Linked DNA regions of Mus musculus: all the other regions are linked to region 2. Evidence: chromatin contacts called from public promoter capture Hi-C data. All regions are on one chromosome and are shown on one strand. The core of a region is the stretch at or near the end of the contact, and the rest is flanking DNA. Distances in the headings are between cores, read along the strand shown. Region 1 holds the start of Fbxo10 (F-box protein 10). Region 2 holds the start of Npr2 (natriuretic peptide receptor 2). Region 3 overlaps Zbtb5 (zinc finger and BTB domain containing 5).

Evidence for each region. Promoter capture Hi-C pulls out the DNA fragments that hold promoters and counts their contacts.
Region 1: a promoter capture Hi-C map of liver shows a contact between it and region 2, with 2.7 times the contacts expected there. The contact joins the promoter of Fbxo10 here to the promoter of Npr2 in region 2. A contact is called at or near these places in 2 of 39 promoter capture datasets (both in liver).
Region 3: a promoter capture Hi-C map of liver shows a contact between it and region 2, with 4 times the contacts expected there. The contact joins the enhancer-like site here to the promoter of Npr2 in region 2. A contact is called at or near these places in 6 of 39 promoter capture datasets (3T3-L1-derived adipocytes, hippocampal neurons, liver and 2 more).

The regions. Positions count from the first base shown.
Region 1 is chr4:45,083,273-45,085,972 of GRCm38.p6, reverse strand. It overlaps Fbxo10 (F-box protein 10), which reads left to right and starts at 1,369. Exons shown (of 11, transcript NM_001024142.1): 1 at 1,369-1,483.
Region 2 is chr4:43,630,651-43,633,350 of GRCm38.p6, reverse strand. It overlaps Npr2 (natriuretic peptide receptor 2), which reads right to left and starts at 1,416. Exons shown (of 22, transcript NM_173788.4): 1 at 500-1,416. The coding sequence starts at 1,166.
Region 3 is chr4:45,004,346-45,007,045 of GRCm38.p6, reverse strand. All of the region lies in intron 1 of Zbtb5 (zinc finger and BTB domain containing 5), which reads left to right. Among named protein-coding and RNA genes, the nearest start is that of Zbtb5, 6.7 kb to the left of the region's middle. Within about 2 kb of position 1,350, at least 20 of the 459 cell types and tissues checked have an H3K27ac peak or open chromatin away from gene starts, as enhancers often do. A contact at or near this core is called in 3T3-L1-derived adipocytes and liver, where this site is marked.

The sequences.
Region 1 (2,700 bases), core at 120-2,619, 1.5 Mb before region 2:
TTTGATAGCACAAATCCAGGAACTCAGGCTTTTAATTGGGTATTGAAATTCATATTCAGCCTGCTGGTTTCATACAATGGGCCACTTTTCAAAGGATTAGACGTGCGATCGGTTTGCCAAACGTAAGCGACGTCTAAGCATGGCCTTTCCACTACATCTGTGTGCTTGCTGAACAGCTCTCGGTCAGCATTCAATTGTTGGGTTTGGGTCTAGGTGTTTTGTTTGGGGTTTAAACAAATGAATCGTTGAAGGCTGGGATGTAGGGGGGTACAGGGGGTACAGGGGGGTAGCACTTGCTCAGCATGTGCAAGACCCTGAATTTGCCTTAACCACTGCATAAAACAACACCCCCCCCAAATTTGACTTTACTGCAAAACTGTCTCAGATCCGTGTGTGTGCCCCCATATCCACTTCCAGTACTTCAGGCCAGTCTCTACTTCTCTTGTCTTCTCAGCACAGAGTATCGAACACCTGCATTCTCCCCCTTCAATGGCTTCCTTTATCATGGCTTATGAAATACTGATGACCTCTAATACCCTTTTATCTAAGACCTCGGGATGGTGGGATACAGGGTTGGAGAGACAGCTTACTAGTCAGGAGGTTTATTGCTCTTGCAAAGGATCCACTTGGTGGCTCACAACTGTCTATATTCAAGTTCCAAGGGCTCCGGCTCCCTCTTCTGGCTTCCAGGGCCCCCTGTGTGCACATAAATCAGGTGCATAAAATACGCATAAAAGTAAAAAAAATCTACAAAAAAAATATTTTTTCTTAGGAGTCGTCTTGTCTCCCTCAGCGCAGGAGCTTTCTCTGGCCTCTTTCACATAGCTACTCTCATGAGGTCATCACATTCCTCAAACCCTAGTTTTCAACCAAAGAGCTCTTTTCATGTACTTCATATAATTTTAAATACATATGGACTTAAACAGCTTTTCCGGTTTATCCTCTCCGCCACAGAGTGGATTTCAGAACAGGAGCCACCACCGCTTTGTTCTCTTGGGCCCATAACTAGTAGTTGGTGCAACAGGTACTACACACATCATTTGCGTTGTGCCAAACGTTTTCCACACAACCCACCCATGGCCCCAAGTCCTTCCTGACTTCTAGCTGGGCTCAGGGTGACTCCAGCTCCTATGTGCTCATATGCACGGAGCCCAGGGTGCTGTTAGGCTATAGTGGTGATGGGAAGGATCCGCCCGCTTCCAGGCCCCTAGGAGCCTCCGGCAGTTCCCGCCCACGATGCTGTTCCCACCCCTTCGGAGGCCACGCTCGCCCTCCATCGCCGAGCCCCGCTCGCCCCGCCCTCCTTCCAGTCTCACGGCCGCGCGCGCTCGCAGGCCAGCCCTACACCCGCGTCACGTGACAGCCACCGGGGGCGGGGCTCGCGGCGAAGTCGGACCCCGCTGTGGCCGAGCGCCGCAGTCCTCCGGCAGCCCTGCGGCTTCCAGGGCGTCGCGGCCGCGGCCGGGCAGCGCCGCTCCCTGAGGTAAGAGGCGCAGGAAGGAGGCTTCTCGGGAGCCCGCGGATGCTCCAGGCTCACCGGCCGCTCGGTCCCTCCGTGGGCCCAGCGTTTGGCTGGGGTGCGGGGACCGGGCCTGGGGGCACTGCGGGAGGTGGGGGGCCTCGGCTGCCGGAGCTCCGGGAGAGCTGTGCCCCCGTCCGCCCCCACCCCGGACCCACCCGCGGTCGCCTCCAGCCCCAGGGCTTTGCAAGTGTCTGAGAGAATGAATGCGATTTTGCGGTTTGCTAGCCTTCACCTGGGATGCAGGAGAGAGCGTGCAGTCGCGCACCCAGTGGGTCTGGTTTTAACAAGTCGCGGAGACTCGGTTTCCGCAAATCTTTGAAGGAAGAGGGGACGACCCCCTGCCCGGCCTCCCTCCTGCACTGATGGCAGAGCCGTTTGGAGAGCCAGAACTCCGGAGTTGGTGTTAGTTCCATCCACCACCCACTAGCCAGGCAACCTTGAGCCACGTCGGTGGTGCTTCTGTTAAAAGTAGAGATGATGTAAATGAGCTAAATACCTAATAAAAAATGGAAAAAAAAAATAAATAAATAAAAGTAGAGATGAATTCTTCGGCCCGAGGTTGCTGTGAGGATTAAGCAGGAAACGTTGAGGACTCCTTAGAGAGCACTCTCCGTGTGAGCATTGTTAAAATAGCAATCTAGGAGTCCATGATAGACGTCTTTCTCGCAGTAAGCACACCGTCCTCTGTGAATGTGATTCTGAAAAATGTGTCGTTTTGGCTGAGGAGCCCTCTCCCCTTTCCCAGGCCCCCTTTGCCTTCTGTTTCATATTGGCATGTGAACCTGTTGTTCCTACCGAATGAGTCAGGCAGGATGGGAACGCTAATTTACTTGAGCAGATGGGTATCAGATTCCCTCTGAGGGGAAAGAAAACTGTCAGGCATGTGCTATCACAAAAAAAAAAAAAAAAAAAAAAAAAATACAGTAGGGTGATTGACTGTCTACTGGAAGATGCCTAGGAGCCCATGGAATCCAGCCGTCTCCTGCACACAGAGAAGCTAGACCAAGAACGAGGCCAGGACTTTGATTTTGCTCAGCCATCAACACTGTTGGCCTTGGGTAGTAGAAAGAATGCTTGAGCTTGCCTATGTTCTAACTCAACTGTTCGTTTATTCTGGCAACAAGATCCAGACAATGGTGTCTGCCCCCATGGAGCTGTTTGCATAGCTAGCTATGTTA
Region 2 (2,700 bases), core at 167-2,666:
CAAGTCAGAGCCCAACTCCAGACCCCAGAGACTGGCGTGATGACCCAAGCCCCTCCTTCCCCCAAAGCTGTGTTTGCTAGACTTCACAGCCCCCACGTCCCCTCCTGCCTACCTCTCCCTAGGCTCACAAGCACTTGTGCTCACAATTTTTGTGTGAGCCTTACCTGCTTTCCCAATCAAACCTGAACCCATAGAGTCATCTCTATGCTACCAAGAGGCTTTGTGTTCCAATCTAAGGGGTCTCTGCTCACAGACAGGTGCACATTTCAGATCAGACATCACCCACATCCACTACTCAAACCCCAGCCCCAGGCTCAGCCTTGCTGACCTCTGACTGATGCCAGGTTCTCTCAGGAGCTCTGTCCTCAAAAGTTCCTCCATCCCAACCATCACATAGAACTCTCCCCTTCCTATCTCTGCCTATTTCTCTGTGTTGCACTGCTCCAGGGACATAGCGGCCCACCTCCCCTGTTTCTAAAACAGCCCGGGCCACACTTACTGCGCCCGTTGGCTCTGATGAAGTGGGTGGCTTGCTCAGGGCCACCTGGCTCTCGGGCATACACCTGGTGCTGCACACTGAGGTTGCTGCCCTGCAGGGCCTCAAAGACGCCCTCGATGGTGAAGTAGTGGGGCCGGTCATCTGTGCGAGCATCCAGATACAGCAAAGCAGCCCGAGCTGTCCAATTGAAGTGCCCGTGCAATGTCACTACAAACTCACCCAGCTTGGGCGCAGAGGGGCCAGTGCGAACCAGGGTACGATAATGCTCATTCTTAGCTGCAAAGCCAGAGGCCACTGCCCCCGCAGTCAGGAGGGGAAGGCGCCAGTGTGAGGCAAAGCGAGCCACAGAGGCAGCGGGGTACACACAACCGGGGCCCAACAGAAGGTCGGGGTCATGGTACAGCTTGAGGTCCACAGCGCGCAGTGGTGCCAGGTACTCAGAGCAGGCGCCGTCTAGTTCGGAGCTGACAAACCGCAGGTCCACGGGCAGTGCCCGGCCCAGTGCCTCCACAGCCAGTGCCACAGCAGGACCCACCCGTGGCCAGGCCCAGGCATAGCTCAGGTTGTGTTCTGGCAGCACCACCGCCAGCGTCAGGTTCCGTGCCCCCGGAGGACGCACCCCACCTGCCAGGGCTGCCACCACCAGCAGCAGGGATGGCAGTGCCATGGGGATAGAGCAGCTGACCCACGGTCCCCCGAACCAGGGGCCGCTCTGGCCTACTGGGCAGGCACAAGCGCCACCCAGCCTGGAGCCTGGGGAAGAGGGCCAGGAAGAGAAGTGGGGGCAAGCTTAGTCGGCCCGGATACAGAAAGTGCTGGGGACCACGCAAGAAGAGGATGGGGGGAAACCTGGGTCGGGAAGGAGTGGGCTACCAGCCCACAGCCAGGTCCAGGGACTAAGGATAGGGTGGCAGAAGGAAGAAGAGACCAAGGGGGCCTGCGACCGGGATGAGGACAGTGAGAGGTGAAGTAGCCTGACAATTCCAAGCCGAGAAGGGAGGAATCTGAGCCTGGGATGGGGTAGGGACTTGGGGGAGGCTGGCACAAAGAAACGGCCCGGGGACACCTCACAGCTGATCGGGCCGGGAGAGCAAAGAGCTGCGAGAAGCCAGAGCCCCGGGCTGAGGTGGGAGGGCGCCCGCCGCGGAAGGACTGGGACATGGGCAGGCAGGGAGCGAAGCGAGGCCTGGGCCAGAGGGGAGGGAAAGGCAGGGGTGACTCTCCCAGTGACGGCTTCTCCCGAAGCTCCTGCCTGGACTAACGGGCCCGGGCGCTGGTCCCATCCGGAGCTGCGGCGGCCCCGCCCGTGTCCCCCGCTCCTCTCCGCTCCGCTTCTCCCGGGCCCGGCGGCCTGCGCTGCCCGCCGCTGCCTCCCGCCCCCCGCCTGGGCCCCCGCGCGCGCCGCTCGCTCGTCCAGGTCAGGTCGCCTCGGCCCGGCGCGTCTCCGCTCGCTGCGCCCGCGGCGGCGGCCGAGTGTGACTTCCCCGGCAGGCCGCCCGACCCCGCCCCTCCCCCTCCCCTCCCCGCCCGGCCCCACCCTCCGGCTGCTGCTGCCACCCCCACCCCTGCCTGGCGCCCAGGGACCTCCCAGTCCCCAAACCACCCGGTGAGCGCCCCAGGGGCTCAGCACCCCGGGCCTCTAGGCCAGCGAGGTTCATGGGCGTCCCCATACTGTAAGGGCCTTCCTCTGCTTCCCCCAAGCCCCTTGTGCACAGGACTGCTCCCATCTCACTCATGCCTGCCTTCTTCCCTTGACACCCCACTTTTCTTAGAGTCCATTCACTCAATCAGATTTCCGCAGATGCTCCAGTCTCCAGGAAACTGTCAGAAATCCCCAATCACTGGGTATCCATTTATTCCTGGGTAGGGAAAACTCTACCCATCTCCTCAACGCCAGAGTGCTTTTCCTCAGGCAGGAGGAAGTCAGACCCTCATGGCACCAAAGGACTCCATTCTTCTCGGATCTTTATGGAGTCCACGAGTCCTCCTCTTCCTGGGGACTCAACTCTCCACTCTGTTTCTGTCTCCACGGTCGTTCTGCTCTTATGCCTATTGGATCCATCAGCCATCTGTTCCCAGGGCCTTGTCCTTTTGTCTTCCTGAGCCACACTTGGTGGGAGCTTATGGACTGACTAAGCCTAACAGGCCTCAGCAATTAAAGTTCATTGTACCCCCACCTAGGGATCCACCTCACTCCTAAA
Region 3 (2,700 bases), core at 101-2,600, 1.4 Mb before region 2:
GCTCTGCCTGTGCCATGCCTGCCTGGATACTGCCATGCTCCCACCTTGATGATAATGGACTGAACCTCTGAACCCGTAAGCCAGCCCCAATTAAATGTTTTTTATAAGACTTGCCTTGGTCATGGTGTCTGTTCACAGCAGTAAAACCCTAAGACAATATTTTAAGTGCATTAATGTTTTGCCTGCATATATGTCTGTGTGAAGGTGTGAAGTCCCCTGAAACTGGAGTTACAGGCAGTCATGAGCTGCCATGCTAGGATTTGATCTTGGGTCCTCTGGAAGGGCAGTCAATGCTCTTTAACTGCTGAGACATCTCTCTAGCCCTGAAACTAATTTTATTAAATTCTTTTGAAGATGAGTGGCATAAGTAAGCATATTATAGCTTAATTGATAATATTTATATTCGGGCTTACACCTTCAATTCCAGGACTCTGGATGCTGGGTCAGGAGACCCTGTCTCAAAACAAACAAAAATGACAGCTTTCTTTCCATCTTCTCTGGTGTTACACAAAATAATTCGGCTTATAACCACTGGCATTTTAGACTTAATAAAATGTGGTGCAATTAGAAGACCCATCCTCAGTTATTTCACTCTAATTGTAATGAGTGAGTTTTACAGATTTGCCTTTATGCTCTTGAGGAAGTTTGTTACTGAGAAGAACTGACTAGGAGTGAGGCTCTTCCTTATATAAATGGAAATTAACAAACTATTTGTTTTGCAAACTTTAATGAATGATTAAATGATGGTGTGCCTTTTGGAAATTATACATGATAATCTGTTACTTTTTATATTCAATAAGTGGGTTTACAAATCCTTTATAGTAAGCTTTTCAAATTAAAATGATTAGAGTGAATTGCTTCCTGTTTTGCCCCTGTATATGATATTGTTAACATGGTATAATTGATTTTTCAGTGCATCTTAATTATTCAGTCATGATTTTAAATTAGCTCAACATCATCTTTCTCTAAAATTGCAAGGCATTCACCTTTTGTTATCCCGTTTAATTTCTACTACAAGGAGGTCAAGGAAGAATGACAAGGAGATGAAGCCTGCTGTTTCTTCCTCCCAAAAAGACTAAACACACACACACACACACACACACACACACAAAACACATCTACTTCGACATACATTATATTCGTTATTGAATAGAAAGAAGGTCGAAAGCAGCTCAGCATGGTCAAATCCTGATCATTGTCAATTTTAAGTGGCTCATACTGCTTTAAAAGCAAACTCAGTATAAGAAATTAACTTTTTCTCTCCTATCTTTTCTACTGGTAAGAGACTATTACTAAAGATTCAGGGCAAAGGTCCTTTAGAAGTCCCAGTAGACCAGTCCCAGCTCGCCCAACCTGCCAACCAAGCAGAGCCTTGTCGAAGGGTGGGAAAGCAGCATTAATCAGGTGACCACATCGGGGAGGGCAGCCAGGCTCAGTAATCTCAGATATGTCTTGTATCAGCTGACAAGAACTTGAGATTTTGTAGGAAAGGGAAACAAGCAGAGACTGAAAGTTTGCTCAGCTGACAGAGCAGGTCACCTTGGTCAGGCCAGTGGTCTGGCTGGCCATTGTCCTTGTTCTGGTTCCTGGAAGTGGGTCTAGAACAGCAGCTGCCCTGTCAGCATGCACATCTGCTTCCCATAAGCTTTAGGAGAGCTAATCTCGGGGTGGTTTGTTCCCATTTGGGACTGGGAGACCTTTTCCAGCTAGGTTTAGCATGGATAGGATTAGTTCCATTTCTCTGTCCTAAAGACAATTTTTTTTTTCTATCTGTCATATTATTCCTAGAATCCAAGGTAACTGCAGAACAGAAACCTAGGAGGACAAAAGTTAGAGAAGGACAGAATGGAACCAGTTAAGCCTATTTGCCAGCTTTATAAATGTCCTTGCCCCCAGTGCTTAGACATTACTTTCTTTGTCAGAAAATGTCACCCAAACCCCCATTCAGAAATAATATTCTCGCAAGGGGAAGCGATACACACCTTTAATCCCAGCACTCGGGAACCAGGCAGGCAGATCTCTGAGTTCAAGGCCAGCCTAGTCTACAGAGTGAGCCGGGCCTAAGGAGGGAAGAAGTTGGATCCCCTGGAATTGGATATACAGGAGATTTATGGGCCACCATGTGGATGCTGGGAATCAAGTCCAGGTCCTGTAGAAGAGCAACAAGTTCTGGTAATCACTGAGCAAGTTCCTCAGCCCTACTTCTTAATTAGACTTGTTTCTATTTTATATGTGTGGCTGTTTTGCTTATATGTATGTCTATGTACTACATGTATGAAGAGGCCAGGAAAGGGTGTTGGGCCCACTGGAACTTGAGAGTTAGACACTTTTGAGTCTGTGGCTGCTGGGAATGGAACCTTTATTCTTTTTTTGAGACAGGGTTTCTCTGTGTAGCCCTGGCTGTCCTGGAACTCACTTTGTAGATCAGGCTGGTCTTGAACTCAGAAATCCGCCTGCCTCTGCCTCCCAAGTGCTGGGATTAAAGGCGTGCGCCACCGCTTTTCAATCTCACACCTAGGTCACTCTTTGCCGCTAAATGTTGGAAGGTAGCATGCTCGTATCTGTTTCTACAAATTCATACCATTGTCCATGTTGTGAGAAACTGGAGATCACCTTTGTGTTTTCCAGTTTTACCTGTTACACATACGCCTCCCACTTTGTAAAGCACCCAGTTATATGTCTCATTCTTACTACTTGCCT